3 separate regions of the Zea mays genome follow, and all the other regions are linked to region 3. The links are chromatin contacts, called in public Hi-C maps. All regions are on one chromosome and are shown on one strand. The core of a region is the stretch at or near the end of the contact, and the rest is flanking DNA. Distances in the headings are between cores, read along the strand shown. Region 1 holds the start of LOC100381528 (oxidative stress 3). Region 2 holds the start of LOC100280678. Region 3 holds the start of LOC542510 (hexokinase3).

Evidence for each region. Hi-C and Micro-C count contacts between places; a contact is called where the count stands out from the background.
Region 1: a contact with region 3 is called in a Hi-C map of bundle sheath, with 2.8 times the contacts expected there. The contact joins the promoter of LOC100381528 here to the promoter of LOC542510 in region 3. A contact is called at or near these places in 8 of 25 Hi-C or Micro-C datasets (bundle sheath, ear, endosperm and 3 more) and 1 of 3 datasets of contacts at active chromatin or transcription factors (leaf).
Region 2: a Hi-C map of tassel shows a contact between it and region 3, with 2.6 times the contacts expected there. The contact joins the promoter of LOC100280678 here to the promoter of LOC542510 in region 3. A contact is called at or near these places in 4 of 25 Hi-C or Micro-C datasets (ear, leaf and tassel) and 1 of 3 datasets of contacts at active chromatin or transcription factors (leaf).

The regions. Positions count from the first base shown.
Region 1 is chr8:127,973,957-127,978,446 of Zm-B73-REFERENCE-NAM-5.0, forward strand. It overlaps LOC100381528 (oxidative stress 3), which reads left to right and starts at 2,888. Exons shown (of 2, transcript NM_001174357.1): 1 at 2,888-3,199; 2 at 3,293-3,793. The coding sequence starts at 3,006. The coding sequence ends at 3,554.
Region 2 is chr8:127,992,500-127,997,148 of Zm-B73-REFERENCE-NAM-5.0, forward strand. LOC100280678 reads right to left here and starts at 3,224. Exons shown (of 1, transcript NM_001159256.2): 1 at 2,168-3,224. The coding sequence starts at 3,097. The coding sequence ends at 2,309. LOC100281266 reads right to left here. Exons shown (of 1, transcript NM_001154185.2): 1 at 4,639-4,649.
Region 3 is chr8:127,819,571-127,824,314 of Zm-B73-REFERENCE-NAM-5.0, forward strand. LOC542510 (hexokinase3) reads left to right here and starts at 2,476. Exons shown (of 9, transcript NM_001112059.2): 1 at 2,476-2,923; 2 at 3,971-4,121; 3 at 4,209-4,391. The coding sequence starts at 2,625.

The DNA of each region.
Region 1 (4,490 bases), core at 1,638-4,137, 150 kb after region 3:
CAGAAGACCAGAACGCGGCACGTCGCCTCCCGTGCCAGATGTTCTGCGCCTTCTGTCAACTGGGCTATAGAGATGACGTCGCGTTGCAGTTGCAGTACAGCAATGCGGTTCGAGTACGACTGAGATGATACTGTTCTGTTCGGTTGTTCTCACGGAAAAGGGAAACGAGAGAATGAGAGATCCATGCGGTTGTGACCACGGCGAATGATGCGTTTCAAGGCATGTACGTACGTTGTTGGACTTTAGAATCACTTCCGCCTGCACGTTTCTGTAGACCTGGTATGCTGACGGAGCTGGATTGGTCTCCGTGGTTCCTGCACTTAAGGGTTTATTCATTTAGCTCTCAATCCATGTGGATTGAGTGAGATTGAGTGAGTTTAAATCTTAAATAAGTTAAATTTCTTTACAATGTTTTCCAATCTCATCTAGTTCATAGATAACGGGATTAACCGAACAAGGTATAAATGGTCTCACTTATTAGATGCTTTTCAGGGAAAGGAGAAAAAAAAAAAGAAGAGAGGATCTTTAGTATATAGATTATGTGAGAAAATGACACCGCGCCTAAACGCTCGTTTCGTTCGTGAACTCTCGACGATAGATCATAGGAAAATGACATGGTGCCTAACCACCGAACAACTCTCATCATCCCCACTCGAACCCATGCAGCCTACTAATCATCTCAAATAAACACGTGCAATAAACCTACCATATAAGACTTTATTCGGTTAAGGATTGAATGTGATTTAAAAAAATAAGGACTTGATCGGTTATTCCTATCTCATTTGAATTCATTTGAATTAGATGTGACTGAAAAAAAATATGAAGAATTTTGACTTGTGCTGAGTAGCAGGATGGGTCGAGCCGACGGTTCCGGCCCTAAGACCGGACGGTCAGCGCACGCGCAAAATCAGTTAGGGTTCTGAGTTTCTTGTGTTATTTGTTAGCTAAATCTGTAGAATTAGCTTGGGAGACGGCTTGTAACGGGTCCAGATCCCCTATATATAGAGAGGACTATGGCCGATTGAAACACCAACAATCAAATCAATAATCAATATACATCTCGTTTTTACCTTATGCATTAAGAGTAGTTCTAGTTTAGCCCTAGTTTAGCCTCTCTCTATCTCAAATCTTCACATCTCTTCGGCTCTACGTCGCTTAGAGGCGTCTTGGGCGGCCTACCGATCCCAAGACAAAGTCTAGGATCTCTTCTCTCCGCCAGGGTCCCTCCCGGGAGCGAGATTAAGGCGCTGCCGGCAAACTCCGCTGCCCCTGCGCATGCGTGGACCGTCCGCCTCGTAAGGCATGAACACTAGCCTCAGTGCCAGGTCGCGAATCGTCCGGCCCCTGGCCACGGACCGTCCGCGCCTCCGCAGAGAGCACCGCTACCGGTTATCATCGCAGTGATTGGTGCTTGGATCGGTGCCAACAACTTGTTCGGGATTGAAACTCATTCAATCCCACCCAATACATATGGATTGAGAGTAAGACGAACAAGCCATAAGAAGTTTGACTTGCTTGGTATTTAAACACACTCATATCTTGTTCGGTTTAAAGTGGATTGAGGAGGATTAAATCCCCTCATATACAAATTTGTATAAAAATAGATTAAATCTCTTCAATCCTGCTCAATCTATTCTAACCGAACAAGGCCTCAATCCCACTTAATTTATATGAATTGAGAGCGAACCGATCAATCCTGACTTGGGGAGCACCTTTTCTTGAAACGGAAAAACATATGTATCTAGTCTCGCCGCAAGTTAGCAAATCAGACGCCACGTAGTACACATAAGCACACATCCCTGAGAGCGAAACCTCTCCTGTGTTTCAACCCAAGCGCAATGCACATAATCGAATCGAACCTGGAGTATAACATTAGTTTTGATGTAAGTTCTGAATATGATTCTGAACATAATGACACCGTAGAAAAAAAACCCTCAGATTCAAGCAAAAAAAAAAAAAAAAACAGAAGGAGGTGAGTTTCAAGCTGATGCGGCAATCTACCATCTGGAAGTAGCACATGACCCCGGTTAATTAATGAATGTATCTTTAGTCTAAAACAAATTATATTATATTTTTGGATGGAGAAGTATTTAGAAGTATTTGATTTCACGCTTTTTATACCAATGAAGTTTATCTTAATAATTCCTTATAAGCTATCCATTTACTCCAGCCATAAGCCAGCTAGTTCCTATAGGCTGTTTTGGTTCGATTGTCCCGAAACGCTTGGTCGTAAAGATTTTCGGTTGTAACCCAGACCAGTACACAAGACACTACGGATACAAAAGTTTTTTATCGTTAGAAATTTCAAATTATTTTATATACGATATAATCTAAACAAAACCAGAGTTCACGCTTTCGGACCGGTCGAGTCCGAGCGTTCGGACCCGGAGATTGGCGGCCACCGGCCAGCACCCCCACCCGGTGCGATTGCGAACCAAACCTGGCCTCGTGCGCGCGGGACCCGGAGTGAGATGAGGATAAGATCGGAGAACAGATTCCGGAGCGAAAGCCATGCGTGGCAGCGCCGCAGTGGCCAGCCCGAGCCAACACGCCTTTATTAACGCAGATTTACACCCCACGTGTCGGCGTGGGTCGCAGGACCCGATGTGCCATGGACGCGACGGCACTCGGCACAGTGCCACAGGCGGGGAGATGCGAGGGCACGACCACGAACCGCTGCAAAAACAAATGGTTTCCGCACCGAATTTCGCACGTTACTCGCTCGCGACGCGAGATGGACAGATGGTTTTTGCGTTGGTCAATCCGTCAATGGACCGACGGAGAGAAAGCGGGCGGGGAGGGCAGGCGCGGGGCGCGTTATCTCGCCGCGGCGTGGCGCCGGGAGTTATATAAAAGCGCGCACCGCGGAGGCCGACGCGCAGAGGGAGCCCAAGGAAGCGAAGCGGAAGAGACCGAGAGGGAGAAGCGTTTCTCCTGGGTTGTTCGGGTGAGCCGCTAGCGAGAGCGAGACGGAGCGAGGCTTTGCCGCTGCAGAGCAGAGCGACATGAGCTACCGGCTTGGAGGCGCGGCGGACCGCGAGGAGGGGGACGAGGAGCTGTTCGAGACGGCGCCGTCCGTCTCCGGCGGCGAGGGCTCGTGCGACCAGGAGCGCCGCGCGTTCGTGCCGCCGCTGCGGAGGATGAACTCGGACAGCATCTACGACATGGCGTCCATGGTGTCGCAGCAGCTCCCAGCCAAGTAAGTGCGCGCGCGCCTGCACCCATGGTCTGTCTTCTCACGCCTCACGGTATTTTTGCTCATGAATCGGGGACCTGGCTGGCTGGCTTGCAGGAAAGGGCTATCGCGGTACTACGAGGGCAAGTCGCAGTCGTTCGCGTGCATGTCGGAGGTGCGCTGCCTGGAGGACCTGCGCAAGAAGGGCAGCCCCTACAAGCACAGGACCAACAAGAGCTACGGCGCGCTGGGACTGGGACTGGGAGGGATGATGTGGCCAAGAAGCCCGCCTCCAGCTCCTGCGCCGACCTCGGCCTCGCCGCCGCCAACGGGTTCAGGACGGCCCACGGCCCCAATTCAGAACGGGTACCACCAGTGAGGCTGTAGCCTGTAGGCAGACGACGAGAGCACTGCAACTGTTTTTTCGTTCTCTCTTTTTTTTTTTTACTTCTCTACTCTTGTTCTGCGGGATTTCCTTCACGGGCTTGACTTGACTTGACTGTGAGAATTTTACGAGGTGGTGTGAACTGTTGCTTGCTCTGCTATCGGAGTACCTGTAGAGCACTAGAGGGACTCACTCACAACATAATTGACCGTTCTGCACTGTTGCTGCTCGGCAAAACAAACTGCTGTTTGGGTAAATACGAAGCACTGCAGTCCTGGCAGAAAATAATGATCGACTGTTTCCTTCCTTTGGAGTGACCATTAACCGAATCCTCTCCCGCACCTACCACATAAGCTCTCAACTCAACTTTGATTCAGTGTACAGACCATAGAAGGCTATATAGCTCAGTTTTTTTAGAATTCACACAAGTTTATTTCAGCGCTCGCTCAGAAATCGTATAACATAATGAAATAGTGTGTGGAAAGAGCTCCAGAGAGATCGATGGTCTTTAGTAGGGGTATTTATAGAGATTGATGATCAAATTTGTGATTTTTTTTTTCATTTTTTGAATTTTTCGGACTCCAAAAATAACTAGTTGCAACGGCTGGACCAATTAAAAACCTCCACGTCGCTCTCATCCGTCACTCTTGCTCTCCCTCTCGCCAGGCGACAGTGGGCCCCCTGCGCGAGAGACAGCACGTCCAAGGAAAACATTGAGATCTCTCGCAATCTCTACACCAATACTCAGGTCAGATCTCCGATAGCCAAATCTCTCACGCCACCCACAGGCCAGACCATACAGTTCTGTCCCGAGAGAATAATTCTGCAGGATGTGCAAACAGCAAACTCATGCCACTAAATTAAACTCTGCCGATGTAAGAGCGAAATACAGACGCGAAAGCCACCATAGCAAAATCATCTACCAGGTTC
Region 2 (4,649 bases), core at 1,974-4,473, 170 kb after region 3:
GCAATGTCAGCAATCGTGACGAGAAATTCCAGAAAAGGTGTTCAAAGCAGATGCGCGATCGAGATGAGCCGTCAGTTTCTCCTCTTACGTTCTTCTGATGTCGCATCAAGGATGAAGACCAAGAATGGCTGTTAGCTACCTAAGGAGGAGCAGAAGGTAGCTTCGGGAAGAAGGATACAGGCAGAGGTAACGGAGATTTCTTAGAGATTCAGAATTCTGTTCATTACAAGCATACCTTCCTAATAACATAACGCATTATTTATACCCGCTGGCACTGACATCAGCCACACACATCAGGAAGCACAACACAGTGTCCAGTTTACACCTACTCTGGTCCAGAGATGCGGACATTGGCTCGGCGCTTGCGACCAGCGTGCTTCTCCACCTCGCCTGACTGCAGCTTCTTCAGTGTATCAGCTGTAGATGGATCAGTAGGTAGTGTAGTAACAATGGCCAGGCAGGCCAAGGAGAAACCCTTCTGCTTCTCTCTACCGTGAGACTGGACTGGACCGTCGGTGACAGCGCTGTTATTCTCTCTACCATTTCAGAAGATCTCAGTGTATGATGTGGAGTGCTGGACTTGAAACAGAAAAGGCAAGTAACTTAGGTCCTCGCTCATAAAACCATGCACGCGCATAGAGTTGCAACAGCTGCAACTGCAATGACGCGTGCAGTGACGAAAGGTTGGTAAGACCAACTCCAGCAGCACTCCGCATGCGGCTCCGTATCCCCTTTTTACACAGCGGAGCACACTATTCATCAGTCCAGCAGTCTCCGCATCCGTCTCCCTAAAACGCACGCCCTGTACCTGCACTCCCCTTTTCCACGGTTTCTCTCTCCTCTCCGCAGCTGACTGCATGTGCTCGCGGCTGCTCGCGGGCCCCAGCTGTCATAGACTGCATGCGGAGTGCAAAATACGGAGTCTGCTGGAAACGGGGACGGATACGGAGAGGAGAGAGAAACTGTTGGCCGTGCTAAATACGGATACGGAGAGGGAGTCTGCTGGAGTTGGTTAAGTTGGTCTAACCAGGCAACCTTTTCTTCCTGCCCGAGCAGGCGAGCACCAAGCCACCAACCACCAGATACTGCCGAGCCGCGCGCGTCGAGACGGGGAGAAAGCGAGAGCGAAAGCGAGACACCACTCCGCCCCGCCTTGCAGCGAGATCAATAAAAACCGCAGCTTCGGAGCCCAACTTGGCCCCCGTCCTTTTCCTCTGCCCGTGCGGAGCTGGTGCGACGAGACGAGAGCCCGAACCCGTGGTCGCGTGGCGTGCGGCCGAGGAGGGAAACCCAGCGAAAAAGCCCGGGCGAGCGAAACTTGGGCAGCCACGCACGGCGCACAAACGTCCTGGGCTCCGGCCTCCGGGCGGAGCAAAGTTGGAGTGCTAAAGCTAGTTGTTTTGCTGCAATCCGACGGGCGCTTCGCTTTCGTGGCTCCGATTTGTCTTCCGTGCCCGTGGACCGTGGTCCTCGGTGCCGATGCGATGAATCGTGCGGGGAACCGAAGATTATTATGCAGATCCAACGAACAGATAAGGACAATACGGACCAAATGATTTCGTGGATCGCCGTAGTGGACTGGACAGTCAATTGCCACTTGCGAATTGGTTTGTCCGCTTCTTTTAGAGAAGAGAAAAGAAGAGGCTTCGCGCAGCTTCATTTGGCATCGCATCGCCCTATGCTGTGTGCCGCCGCGCCGCTTACTGCGACCTCCCTCGGTCCAGACTCCAGAGTATGTTCTGGACCAGGGGCTAGGGCTTCATCTTTGGAAGGTCGCAACTTCGTCGTCCCCTCTTAACCCCGGGGATGTTTGTCGTACTCATCGTCCGGCCGCCTCACTGACGGCGTCATGGCGGCAATGGCGAATCGTCGTCATCACCGGCCCGGCCATGTTGGTTTCCCATTTGCAGAAACTCTACCGCATTTCCTTCATCCAAGACCAATCCCCCTGCAGTGATCGGATGAATGGAACACACGTACTTCCACGACTGAACACCGATTAATTGCAGATTAGCTGAACACCGATTCCAGAAGGCAGCAGTGTACTGACAGCGAAGGCAACTACACTTTGTATATACACTGGTAGTAATGATCGAACGAACGAGAACCATGTACAGCAGCACGCCACGCTTACAGATTGCAGTATTAATAGTTGCACCAGGTTTGGTTTATATCCACAAGAAGAATGATGCAAATTCATGAAAGAAAATGGTACGATCAATATTGCTTAACGAAGCTGTTCCGTTGACGACGCCGGCAGCAGCGAGCGAAGGAGATCGCAGATCGGCATCCACCACATCTTGGACGCCTACATCACCAGCTCCGACACCCATCCCAAGTCCGGCCCGTCGTCCTCCGTGACCGCAGCCGCAGGCAGGACCGGCGCCGACGACGACGCCTTGGCCTTCCTGAATCCGAGCTCCCGCATCGCGAGCAACAGCTCCTCCACCTCGGCGTCCGCCGGCTCGTCGACCCACCTCCGGCCCTCCACCGGCGACACCGGCGGCGACTCCCAGGGCGGCGCCAGCGTCGACTTGGGCGAGAGCGACAGCGCGAGCGGCGAGCAGCCGTCCTTGGCGGCGCCGGCGCCGGCGCCGGCGCCGGCGCGGAGCTCGGCCGCGGCGTGCGCGAAGAAGCAGACGCGGCGGCGGCAGGCAGCGCCCGCGCGGCAGGGGCGCGTGCGGTAGCGGGACGGGTGGAGCCACAGCTCGAAGGTGCCGTGCGCGAGCGGGCAGGCGGCCCCGCGCGGGCACGCGGCGCCCGCGCCCGGGCGGCGCCGGAAGTCCGGGCACGGCTCCCCCGCGTAGGCCACGCGGCGCGGGTCCCGCCGCCGCGCGGCCTCCCCCGGGTGCGCGTAGGGGCACGCCGTCCAGTCGTGGCTCCGCGCGCGCGCGCACCGCCGCACCTTGAACTCGTGCATCATGAACTCGTCGTCCGCCTCCGTCGCGACGTCGCCGCCCTCGGCGCGGGTGGAGGAGAGGTACTCTCCCAGCGCGGCGAGGAGCTGCGGCGGGATCTCTGCGGCGGACGGGTCGGCCCACGGCGCGCCCAGAGACGCCGGGTCCAGCACCAGGTGCAAATTTTCACGGCTCACCATGCCTGCCGTCGCTCTATCTGCCTCGCCCTCAGTGTTGTTCAACACTCGGTCCAGTCCGGTTAGCCTGGGTGGTGGTGGTGCCGGGGAAAGAGAGGACTGTGGTGAACGTGCCTTGAGGAGATATAACAACCGTAGGGTTGGTGGCGCGGGGTTTTATAGGGGTTGGGCTGGGGCGGTATCGTATCCGGCAACCGGCATGGGCGGTATTGAGGGCTCTGTTGGTTGCCGAGCTATCGGAGGCTGGCGTGGCGTCGTGGGGAGGTGGTTTGGCGCGGGGCGACTACGTGGAGAGGCGTGGAGGCCCGTGCTGCATGTTGCTCGCCACGTCGCGGCCTCTCGGCGAAGGAAATGGGGCGGGCCACCGGGCGCTTTTGCGGCTGGGCCGGTGAGGTTTCGAGCTGCGCTGCTGTACGGCGTGGTCTGCTGCGCAGTACGGGACACCCACACGTACACAGCTGCATCACTACTCTTGTGGATCCAGCAGCCATGCCCCTGAGAAGAGGCAAGGCACCTGGACATATATATTTATCCTGGTACTAAAGAGAGCATATACTTCCGTGCACCTTAAAATAAAATTTGCATCAGCTGACTCGGGAGGGAGCCTACGGAGTACGGACATTTCCGCCCGCGGTAACCGTCCCCCCCCCCCCCCCCCCCCCCCGGCCCCTGCATATGGATGGAGCGTGAAATAGATGACCGTTAGCAGCGCCCCGACTCAAGGCAGACAGCCTCAAGCCCAAGAATATCAGGCCCGGCCTGCTCTCGCACACCGGCCCAACTTTAGAGTTTCGGCCCCAAGTGTGTGCTAGAGTCGAGAGAAATTATCATATTCATGTATGAACTAATGAACATAACATCGTACTTTGTTTATCAGCGAGTGCGAGGCCATCGTTACCTCCTGCAGCTATCAAGTTCCTCGAGTTGCTGATGGTGCCGGCCTAGCTGCTCTACAGTTCTATGTTGTCCAACATTCATTATTGGCAGTCATGCATTCTCTTGAGACCTTCGGGTGCTTCCCCTAGCTCTCTGCCTTCGATATGATCAATCATTGCCTTGGATGCAGGTGTATTGGAAGCGGCCATTCCGACGTCATCATAAAGGCTGTGGAGTTTTTTTCGACCCACTCCTTTTATCCTATCCTGGGCAACATTTAGTTTTCTAGGAGTTAAGCTCTATGATTAATTAATTAATTAATTAATTAACGCACTAAATGACTAGGGCTTCATCAAGTGCTCAATAACACAAGGAGAATGATCTTCTCTTGCTTTCACACACCCTTGTCAAAATCCCTCGAGGAATCACAACGTTGGTCAAAATCCCTCAAGTTCTATCAAGTTTATGTTGGCAATTAAATCTTTGGCTCGATAAATGAAGGTCATTGTAAGGAGTTTGGTGAGTTGATGTCAAAAGAGTTCGAGATGTCGATGATCATCGAGCTTACTTTCTTTCTTTAGCTTTCAAATCAAGTAAATGAAGGTAACTTTATCCGCCAAGACAAATACACCAAATACTTGCTAAAGAGATTCAAAATAGAAAACTATCTGCTCGCCAC
Region 3 (4,744 bases), core at 1,226-3,725:
CTTAATGGAGAGTTTCATAGCATGGAGAGTTTCGTAGCGTTATTTCAATAATGTCATATCATATGTACTACTAGTTCGCACGCGCATATATTTCTCTGTTAACCTAATATTGTGCAAAATAAGGGTTGGAACCACAATTGTTGGCTCCACATTTACATACCTAACCATTAGAACACACATCTTATTCTTATAGTAAACAAGAGTTCCGTTAAGCAAAAGAGACGAATCAGATACATATGTACACTAATTATAAAATTGACCAAGAGTTCCGTTAAGAACAAGAGTTCCGTGAGTTACGATAATTTGATTGGGTGGAGATCTCGACGCTGATGATCCAAGGCTCCGAACGATCGGCTCTCGCAATCACTACACCACTGCTTCGTTGGTTGTCACCTATAACACATGAGTGACCTCGCCACGAAGGCTTACCCCTGCAAGCGTAATCAAGAAAACCAGCAATAACAGGAAGAACACAACAAAACTGTGTTGATTACAAGATGGGGTCTCACAAGACGATGACGACGAAATTGTTCGATGACAGAATAATATAAACAAAACTCAAACCCTAACATGACGGCGTTTGCTGTTAAAATAGAGGTTAGGGGCGTGCACAACCCCTGGAGGTACCCCTAATGGGCTCCAACACGATACACGACCCAACGGCCCAACAGACGGTGTCGCAACACCAAAATATAATCTAAACGCTGACTTGTTTCGACGATTTCTGTTGACTCCAGATGAATTTTAAGGTGGTTCCAGTTGGGGTTGAAATCTTATCTCTTTATCTTTCCATCCATATAAAGCACAACCTAATCGGAGTTCAGATGCATCTTGGGCGTCCGTTAGTGCAGACTGGTCCTGGACTTCGAGATGAAGACGAAGTTGAGTCGGACTTGGCTTTCTCTTATTGTGAACATCCTACCTTCTCCTTCTTTGACAACTTGACATTTCTCAAGTCCTTGATGGTCCTTTCCAAGGTTTGTAATCATCAAAACATCTATGACACAAAACATAAGATCCAAAATACAACTGACTAGGTAAGAATAAACCTGGAGATTTATCTGTCATGCATGATGTGCTCGTATTGTCGGCCCATGTGTTATTTGTATGGGAGTGATGTTCTCATCATATGCATCCTCTTTACAATGCAATGTTCTTTACTCAAATTTTAAATATGAAATGAATTTAAACGCATTTGTGTTGATTGTCGCGTCTTTATTTATTGGGGGCTCCGCCAACTTATGTATTATCTTTTTATTTAATATATTCTTAACTCGAGAAATCTCATTATTCCTATAGTTACGTGATCATTAATATTAAAAATCTATAATTAGAGTTTGATTACACCTAGAGCATCTCCAACAAAATGTATCAAAATAGTATGCAAAAATCAAAATACTACATCATTTAAAATGTTTAGATCACTAAAAACAAATTGTGCTGCAACAGTTAAACCCTAAATAATGTATTTTATGAAATAAATTGGATTACTAGAAGAGAAAAGATTGAGGATGATTTATAAAACAAGAATATGACACTGATTCAGAGTGTTGTATATTTGGGCGTCCGCCCTATTTCTTTTGATAAAAAATCATTAAATTAGGCACCGTTGGAGATATTTGATGAGTTGAGTATTAACATAGTTCCAACCAACAAGGGCATGTGGAAAAATAGATGGAGTGCATCCCTTTTGTTCGGGTTGTGGAAATTAATTGATCTATTATTAGTAATGCAAGTAACTATAGAAACATCAAACATTTGGGCTCGACCAAAGTAAAGATCCTTCATGTATCCATGTTCATATATCTTTGACCCTTTTTCGGCACAGAAACAGGCACTGCATTCGTGCCACCGCAAATGTTTTATGGAGTAGATCATTCACCAACATGTATCCACCGTATCTATCTATGGCTTGCACGGCCCACGGGCCCAGGTGTCGGTGGTGTTTGGCCTGAGCCATCGTTGAAGAGCTATTCGTGCAGCGGGGACACAGTTGCTGGCTGACAGTTGACCTTGCAACCGCGCGCGGACGGCTTACCGTACACGAATCTCCAACAGGCCCGCGACCCGGCCGTCCACGTGGGATACTGGGATGAGACTCTCGCTTTCAATTCCGTTACCTCACTGCAAGGTGGTCCCGAGATGGTAGGTGTCTGTCACCTCAACACCTGTCGGTGTCAAATGGCTACCACGATGATCGCAATCGCTTATCTATTTCCATCCTGCAACTAATCTCATACCGATCCGGAAATTATCGCATATATCCAAACATGCTCTTGTCCCGGAAGCCATATTACGAGACAAACCCCCCCAGATCCGTCCACGTCCACCTCACGCTCCGATCCAGCCCGCCCTTGCCCCTTGACGCGAAGCAGATCGTGGCCGTCCGAAACCGAGGGTGGACCCGTGATTTCTGGAAAGACGAGGGGTGGTTGGCCACCGGTTAAAACGCCGGTGCCAGTGGCTGCCTCCCGTCTCCCTCTTCTCCTACGCGCACGGGGAGGGAAGAATTGGTTCGTTGGCGTTGGCCTTGGCCTCGGATCCAGAGCGCGGAACGCGTGCGGCGTTCGGATCGACCCGCTCGAAGGCCGGGGGGCGCGAGGTAGGGGCCAGGATCGGCGGCGATGGTGAAGGCCGTGGTGGTGGGCGCGGCGGTCGTGGCGTGTGCGGCGGTCGGGGTGGCGGTGGTGCTGGAGCGCCGCCGGCGTAAGCGAGACGCCGACCTCCTGGGGTCCGCGGAGGCGGAGAGGAGGAGGCGCGCGGCCGCCGTGATCGAGGAGGTCGAGAGCAGCCTCGCCACGCCCACGGCGCTGCTGCGGAGCATCGCGGACGCCATGGTCGCCGAGATGGAGCGCGGCCTGCGCGGGGACATCCACGCGCAGCTCAAGATGCTCATTAGCTACGTCGACAGCCTCCCCACCGGGTAAACGGCTCCCCGCTCCCTGTCTGATCTTGCATCCCCTTTTCCTTTCTTTTTCTTTTTCCCTTCCAGTTCCAGTTCCAGGGTGTGATTGACTGATTGTGATCTGGGCCGCGTGAGCTTTGTGATCCGAGACATGCCGGCTTCTCGTGGGAAAGAAAAAAAAGGCACATACGGACGTGATCTGGACTCAAAAGCGTGTCCTTGATCGCGTAAGCTTGGCGAAACCTTTTTATTGGCAAATCAGGTAGAGATCTGATTGTGATTTTTACGGTATGGCTGCGCTTGTCCTTGTCATGATTAAGCGATTCTCTCCCATGGCCATGGGCCAAACTGTGGATTGTTACGTCCCGATATTTGTAGGACTATATGAATCAGTGAGCATAGGCAGCTCCGGAGTCTAGGCACCCTCCAATCCAAGTAGGCTCTACTATAGATATTAGATTTGGTAGCACTCTATCTATATTGCTTCTGTTCAAATGTCAATGTGTTGTTCCGGGACTTATGGTTTGTTTTAGCAGTTTGTACATTTATTATATCTACTAATTGAGCTTATCTGGTGCAATAAATTGGTAAAATCACTATGGTCTCAAGAAGCATTGCAGTTAAAAATTGTCAGTCAACTCCAGAAAAATAGGTGCTATTAAATATAAGAGCATCACCAAGAGACTTTTTAATTTCATTCTCTAAATCCTCATTCGGAGAGCCATTTGAATAAAAGCCGCTCTCTATATCCTTTCATCTTCTAACAGTTTCTCTATATTTTGTACCCACTTTGGAGAGCCATCCTTGCTCTCCATCTTTGGCCAGTGAGTAACCAGGAATAGATGATGACAATATTTAGATATCTAATTGAAGACCTGTTGGGTTTTTTTCCCAACCAAAATCTCTATTCCTACCATTACGGAAGGATATAAAGAGGCTCTTGGAGTTGCTCTAGTGGTTCTATCACCACCAGTTTGTTAAGGCAATCCACTCTTCAGCGTGGAATGTTAACTCTAACACTTGTGCTGCACTTCATTTATCCACATATGGGTTTTGCTTCTGCAGAGATGAACATGGGCTGTTTTATGCACTGGATCTTGGAGGGACCAACTTCCGTGTGCTGCGAGTCCAGCTAGGAGGAAAGGAGAAACGTGTTGTCAAACAACAGTATGAGGAGGTTTCCATTCCACCACATTTGATGGTCGGGACTTCCATGGTGAGTACTTGCTGTTCTAATTTTAGTTTCTTGAAGTTGTGCGTTTTCAACACTGTTTGTCTTATGTATCTTGAATTATTGATACAGGAACTATTTGATTTCATTGCTGCTGCATTGGCTAAATTTGTCGGTACTGAAGGTGAAGATTTCCAACTCCCAGAGGGTAGGCAGAGAGAACTTGGTTTCACTTTTTCCTTCCCGGTGAACCAAACATCAATATCATCAGGAACACTCATCAAGTGGACAAAGGGCTTTTCCATCAATGGCACGGTAAAAAATTGAAACAATTTTACCTAATTCGATCTATTGAATACCTTCCTATAGTTCAGTAAGGCCTTATTTGGTTATTCGTATCCCATGTGGATAGGATGGGACTGAAAAAAATTATGAAAGATTTTGACTTGTTTGGGATTTAAACTCACTCAATTCCACCCAATCCACATGTGTTGAGAGTAAAACAAACAAGCCCTAAGGTGGGATCAATGTGTAATTTCTTATTGCCTAAAAAAGTGGAATTTTTTAATTACCCTAAAAGTGGAGTTTCTTAATAGTACATGAATTTATCTTCGATATTTCCTTCATAAACCCAATTTGAGGGGTACCTATGTACCATTAAGTAGCAC